2 separate regions of the Mus musculus genome follow, and region 1 is linked to region 2. A link is a contact called in public HiChIP or PLAC-seq data. All regions are on one chromosome and are shown on one strand. Each heading gives the region's core, a stretch centred on a gene start, on an enhancer-like site or on the middle of the called end of the contact. The rest is flanking DNA. Distances are from core to core; before and after follow the strand shown. Region 1 holds the start of Tmbim1 (transmembrane BAX inhibitor motif containing 1). Region 2 overlaps Arpc2 (actin related protein 2/3 complex, subunit 2).

The links. HiChIP or PLAC-seq counts read pairs in DNA pulled down with a chosen protein or histone mark.
Region 1: an H3K27ac HiChIP or PLAC-seq map of embryonic stem cells shows a contact between it and region 2, with 13 read pairs. The contact joins the promoter of Tmbim1 here to the enhancer-like site in region 2. A contact is called at or near these places in 5 of 39 promoter capture datasets (the HPC-7 cell line, embryonic stem cells, macrophages and 2 more), 1 of 15 datasets of contacts at CTCF or cohesin (the NIH/3T3 cell line), 5 of 115 datasets of contacts at active chromatin or transcription factors (the SCID.adh cell line, embryonic stem cells, extraembryonic endoderm stem cells and 1 more) and 3 of 9 other capture datasets (adipose tissue, liver and pancreatic islet).

The regions. Positions count from the first base shown.
Region 1 is chr1:74,302,729-74,306,009 of GRCm38.p6, reverse strand. It overlaps Tmbim1 (transmembrane BAX inhibitor motif containing 1), which reads left to right and starts at 1,674. Exons shown (of 12, transcript NM_027154.5): 1 at 1,674-1,887. The region is part of intron 2 of Pnkd (paroxysmal nonkinesiogenic dyskinesia); the gene reads right to left.
Region 2 is chr1:74,255,540-74,258,831 of GRCm38.p6, reverse strand. Arpc2 (actin related protein 2/3 complex, subunit 2) reads right to left here. Exons shown (of 10, transcript NM_029711.2): 6 at 2,781-2,874. Among named protein-coding and RNA genes, the nearest start is that of Arpc2, 21 kb to the right of the region's middle. Within about 2 kb of position 1,796, at least 23 of the 459 cell types and tissues checked have an H3K27ac peak or open chromatin away from gene starts, as enhancers often do. A contact at or near this core is called in embryonic stem cells and extraembryonic endoderm stem cells, where this site is marked.

The sequences.
Region 1 (3,281 bases), core at 425-2,924, 47 kb before region 2:
TATAACTTCCTACTTAGTTTTTCCAAATGTCCATTTGAAAAGTGCCTCAACTAACACTTTCTTTTCTACCGATATAAAAACTTTATCAAACTTAGTATGGTTATGCACACCTTTAATCCCAACACTCAAGAAGCAGAGGTAGGCAGTCTCTCTGAGTTCCAGGGTAGCCTAGTCTCCATACTGAATCCCAAGTCAACTAGAGTTACATGGTGAGACCCTTAAAACAAAACCAAAACCAAATCAAAACACCCCTGTGGTGGTTTGAATGTACTTGGCCCAGGGAGTGGCACTATTTGGAGGTTTGGCCTTGTTAGAGTAGGTGTGGCATTGTTGGAGGAAGTGTGTCACTGTGGGCATGGGCTTTAGGACCTTCATCCTAGCTGCCTGGAAGCCAGTCTTCTAGTGACTTTCAGATGAAGACTTAGAACTCTCAGCTCCTCCTGCACCACGCCTGCCTGGATGCCGCCTTGATGATAATTGCCTGAACCTCTGAACCTGTAAGTCAGCTCCAATTAAATGCTGTCCTTATAAGAGCTGCCTTGGTCATGGTGTTTGTTTACAGCAATAAAACCCTAATTAAGATGACTTTCCAACCTCCTCAAAACTTCACCAAACGATTCCCATGTTGGAACACAGACTTTTGGATAACCTATATTGGTTTTCTCTGACCATGGCCACATATTTGGCTCCTCTTAACCTCTTTGAGGTAAGTTATTTTATTATTAACATTCCCAAAATATCTGGCATTACGGGCACATGCCACTTCCACTGTTTATGCAGTGCTGGAGATGGAACCCAGGACTGCTCGCACCCTAAGCCAGCATACTGCCAACTGCTATAAGATTATTTTTACTTCCCAGTCACACATAGTGAGCTGTTAGTGTAAACACACCATGAGGTTTGCAAAACAGAAATTTCCTAACCTAGCACATCCCTGTCATTAAGTGACACATGACTGATTCCAAGCATAGCTTCGGAGTCTCATGCCTGTGTTTGAAGTTTTACATTTGAAAAGGGCGGTTAGCTTACAAGCACAGAATTCTTAGTCACCACAGACTTTTTTGTGACTTAAATTTTTCTTTTCTTTTTTTTTCTTTCTTTTTTTTGTGACTTAAATTTTTTTTTCACGAAATAAGAAGTTTTAAGAATGAATTGATATAAACATAGCATAGCCATGTGATACAATATTGTGCATCATTGAAACTATTCTTTTGTTGTTTGGTTTTCCTGGCATGGGGATGAAACCCAGCTGGGTCTCTCACATGGAAAGCCAGAGATCTACCACTGACCTACGCCCCTAGACCGAAAGTGCTGAAGATCAGTTAGTGACAAAAAAGAAAAAGAGGGAAAAAAAATCAGTGAAATCTGACTATGTGAAACCAGGGTCAGTAATTGCAACACTTGGGCTGAGGCCGGGTGACAAGTGCTGGAGACCAGCCTGAGGTACATAGCGACATCGCTCTTTTACCCAGAATACAAACAAACAAAAAAACAAACCCAATAACAACTTTTAAGACAACAGGATTAGCTCTAAAGCCCCTAGCGCAAATCGCTGATATGTAGGCACTGATGACGCATAAATAGCACTTCTTACTGGGGTGGAGTCTGGAATTCATGGAAAGAAGTTATTTTTTTCCCAGTGAGTTTGGGTTTTCGCTGCGAACCGGCGTTGCTTCCAGTAAATGTGAACCACTCACACCTGGGTCGTGGTTGAGGTCTGGAGGGGACCCCAGCGCTCCCTGGAGGTCTCGGGGTGCCGGGCGGCTCCTCCCCACTGGCGGCGGAGAGAGACGGGGCGGGGCACGGAGCCCCAGTCCAGCCCGGCCCAGCCCAGTCCTCGCCAGCGCCCGGAGGCCCAGGCGGATCTCACGGTCCGGAACAGCGCAGGCAAGTGAGGGGGCTGCGGCCGTTGGAGGTGGGGACCCGAGACCGGCGGGGAATGGAAGTGGCCTGGGGCGGCGCTGCGCCCAGGCGCCCGAACTTTTCTGGCACGCGCGGGCCGACTCCGGTCGTGCTCCGGAGCCAGGCTAGGGTCCTTTCGTTCTGCCTGTTCCGGTCTTCACTTTCCATGTGCGCCCGGGCAGGACATATGGCCCGGGCTTGTGGCGCAACCGCATTCGGTGCGCACCCGCGAGCTGACCCGCTTCTTGTAGGGTGCTCCTCTCAGTGGCTGAGTGGCTTGTTTGTCTGAGGACGTGTCCCCCACTCCGGGGCCCCAGAGTGGCCGTGCAGCAAGTGAGAATGGAGGCGGTCATGGTCCTCAGCTGGTGGGGAGAGGGAGGGAGGGAGCCAGCCAGAGGCTTGGAACCCACCCGGGGCTGTTCGAGCTTGCCCTGGCGTCACCAGGCTGCGTAAAAACTGGTGATGAGAATCTGTCTAAGGTGGGGGGTGGGAGGAGGGAGCCCTAGCTCAGAGAAGCCAGCGGGCCAACCTAAGGTCTAAAGAAGAAGCCATTCCTACTCCTAACCTGGCCTGCTCCTGTTCCTTTGCTCTGTAATTCAGAAGCCTACCAGAAAGTACAGTCAAGCTGATGAACTGTGGTTGGTTGGTTGGTTGGTTGGTTGGTTGGTTGGTTTATTTATTTATTTATTTATTTATTTATTTATTTATTTGAGACAGTTTCACTCAGTAGCCCAGTCAAGCCTTGAACTTGTTGCCTCAGATCCTTAAGTGCTGGGAGTATTACAGGTGAAAGCTGTCTTGCCTGGCCCTGGTGACCTCTTTAGGTCAGAATAAAAAATAAAAAAAAAAAAAAAAAAAAAAAAGAAACAGGGAAATGGGAAAAGGGAAAGCAGGTTTGGGAGGGCCAGGAGGGAACCAGAAAAGGAGGAAGGAATGGAAGGCTCTCTGCCAAGGCAGAGCCTGGACTGTCTTCACCAGGTCTTGTTCCCCGGGGCATCCTTCCCCAGTCACTCACTCCACTGTGGCCTATGGGTGGTGGTACCCATGGGGCTGAGGGTCAACCTAAACACCGGATAAGTGGGGAGAGCTGTCATGGAAGGTCTGGCAGGTGTCTGGTTCTCTGAGACTCTGAAATATTTATCTCAGTGGTGAGCTTTGGTTTCAAAGCTGGTGTCTTTGGCCTGGCCAGTGGTGGCTGGGCAAGCCAGGTGCTTCTTTGTGCTGCTTTGTCTGCCTTAAACAGGCCACCATACTCCCTCTCCTCTTCACTTGCCTGTTCTTACCTCTCCAGTCATGGGGCCCTGGTCTTGCTTTATAGTTTCAAGGGAGGTGAGACCATTGCTTCAAGGGTCCTGATTTCCTGTCTGACTTCAGGGCTG
Region 2 (3,292 bases), core at 547-3,046:
TCAACATGGCCCCTGTGTAAAAATGAAACGCAAATTTCATGCTTTTCTTACTGGTCCCAATGTAACAAAGTGTGTGTCTTGACACAAGCAATTGTCAGATGTGGTGACAGATCCTCTAATTCCAGCACATGGGTGGTGGGGGGAATGGACTGCTCCAAATGTGAAGATAGCTAGGTAAACACATGAGCTCCAGGCTAGCCTGGGCTGCACAGTGAGAGGCTGCCTGCTTTAAGAAAACAGCCAGGCAGTGGTGGCACACACCTTTAATCCTAGCACTTGTGAGGCAGAGGCAGGCAGATTTCTGAGCTTGAGGCCAGCCTGGTCTACAGAGTGAGTTCCAGGGCAGCTACGGCTACACAGAGAAACCCTGTCTCTGTGCAGAACAAAACTAACTTTTCCTGGACTCAGGAAAAATCCTACTTGATTAACTTGGTCTTTGTGGTCACCAAAGCGAGTCACTCTAGCCTCTGGTATGGAGAAGATGGCAGAGGAGATGGGTCGCACATCACTGGCTAGAAATACTGGCAGCACGAACAAAGACCCAAAACCAAAACTACTACAGTAGGTTTGCTTTCCGTTTTAGGTAACTGTCTTGCCACATGAATGTTGAAGAGCCTAAATTCATATTCTCCTCTACACACACAAAAAGAACATTTACAAAATCCTGCAGTAAACTCTAGGGGGTAACATTTGTTTGAGGTATAAAAATAGCTTGAAATTTTCCAGGCACAAAGTGGAAAAAGACTTACAAAAAATTACACACACATACCCTCCAAACCAGCCAAATCTAAATGCATACTTCATAGTTTTTAAAATTAGTTGCTAGTCTACATTTAGCCCAATTTCTTTTTTTTTTTTTAGCATTTTATTTATTTATTTTTTTAGATTTATTTATTATTTATTATATGTAAGTACACTGTAGCTGTCCTCAGACACTCTAGAAGAGGGAGTCAGATCTCATTACGGATGGTTGTGAGCCACCATGTGGTTGCTGGGATTTGAACTCCTGACCTTCGGAAGAGCGGTCGGGTGCTCTTACCCACTGAGCCATCTCACCAGCCCTAGCCCAATTTCTTAACTAATGTATTTAGTTCCCATTAATTCTGCAGAAAAAATATTATGAAATGTCTATCTAAGGGCTGCTACGAGTCAGATATTGAGATTTTCGTTTTCTTTAGTAAGCCGAGAACTATCAAATGCCCAAGTGTCAACCTTCAAGTTTCTCTGCACAGGGACTCCTAAACCAGTATCTGATTAGTTAGTCCCAGTACAAGGCTGTTACTGAGGACAGCGTTTTGAACGTGGCCCTGGCTAGGTAGGGGCAGCTGTGAGAGGCACAACTGTCTTTCAGGTCAATGCGGGGGAGGGGAGGAGAGCCTGTTTCAGAATTTTCTTCCTAAGGAAAAAAAAATTGACGTAAGGCCTTACTATCTATAGCCTAGGCCATTGTGCAGTAAAGTAATCCTCCTGCCTCAGGCCTCTAAGTGGCTGGATTAGAGGCTGGGCCACGAGCCTGGCTGCTTCAGAATTAAAAAAATAAAACCGCATTCACCTTCTGCCAAGGATAGGTAAATGTATTAAAGCTTTAAAAAAACTAACCAATGTATTAAACTTGGAATGTTGACCTACCTCAGAAGGCAGTGCCTGAATACCTCCTGACCAGTAAGCTCTCAGTGCCTGAAGACAGTGACTGGCCAGCAGACAAAACGACACTCAAGAAGGGTCTAGAATATGCCGAGTCCCATTGCACCAAAACCCCAAGGACAAGATGCTCTTCTAAATCACAAGACTTCCCAGCAGGAGGCAGGCTCCGGCCACTCCCTTAGCCCCTGGCACCGCTCTCCTGTCAATCAGGCTACAGCTCCATCCACTGTTTGTTATCTCCTACTCTGGAATTCATTACTAACCACTCTGAAAGGCAAGGGACCTAAACCAGTAGGCCTTGCTACAAAACTGAGCAAACACAGACATAAGGAAATGAGACCACACTTCAGACCAAGGACTCCATCATAGAAGGAAGGAAGGATAGTTACTATTCAGTCAAAACTAATCCACCCTCTTGCCTTGTCCTGTCAGAGCCATCAACAAGAAACAGGCATTCGGGTTTGGGTGGGGGGCCATGCTGGTTGGCTTTTGTCAACTTGACATAAACCTAGACATATCAGGGCAGGGGAACCTCGTGGAGAAACTGTCTTTGTTAGGACTGTGCTGTAGGTATGCTAGTGGGGTGTGTTTCTGATTAATGACTGATTTGTAGGGACCCAGCTCTTCCTGTAGAGTGACGCCCTGAGCTGCTGGTTCTGGATTACATAAAGAACCAGGCTGAGCAAGCCATGGGGATGAAGCCAGAAAGCAACACTTCTCAGGGTGTCTGCTTCGGTTCCTGCTTCTAGGTTTTGAGCTATCAGGACTTCCTTCAGAGGTGGACTGTGACCTGGACGTCTAAGGTGAAATAAACCCCTTTCTTCCAAGTTGTTTTGGCCAGTGTTTTATCATAGCAACAAAGAAACAAACGAAGACAGGTTGTTCATTACATTTTCAAGTTTCAACACTAACAGAACTGATCTTTTCTAGGCCTTGGAGTATATGACATGTATGTTGTTCTATTTCTGTTACCAATTGCCCAGGCAATGGAGGCAAACCTGGGACCTTATGCATATCAGGCAATGCAATGCTCTACCGCTGAGCTTCAAGTCCAGACCATCTGGTGGCTGTGTACATAGTATGTGAAGATTGAACTTCCTACAGCACAATTTCCCCTCTAGATTTTTGCTCCGTACCTGCATGAACACCTTTCCGATGACCACATCGTCGTCATCTTTAAAAACCGTGCTGAAGACTACTGTGACTCTGTCTTTCTTAGATTCCACATACCTGAGGGCACAAAACTCAGGAAGTAAGAACAGCATTAGAAGAACTGTTCCTAACCTCACCTGCAAGTGGAAGGGTGAAGTCCAAAGTTTCTAATCAATAAAACACAGGTAAGCCAGAGATAGTATTTGGAGTCAGGAAAGGCAGGGCAATAAACGTATTCCCAAGGAAAAGAAATTAACAAAGCTAGATTCATTTATCTTGTATATACTAGGCATTTTAAGTTATTCTTAGAATGTCACTTATTTAAAAAAAAAAACTCTTTATGTTTAGCCTATGGTGTCTGAATTATCTGGGACATCTTTAAAATTTGTTTATGTGTTTATTTAATTTGATATCTATGGGGTGTTTTGTCTGTCCATAAACCTGTGCACATGTGTGCCCAATGCCCTGGAAGTGGAGTTACAGACAGTTGTGAGCT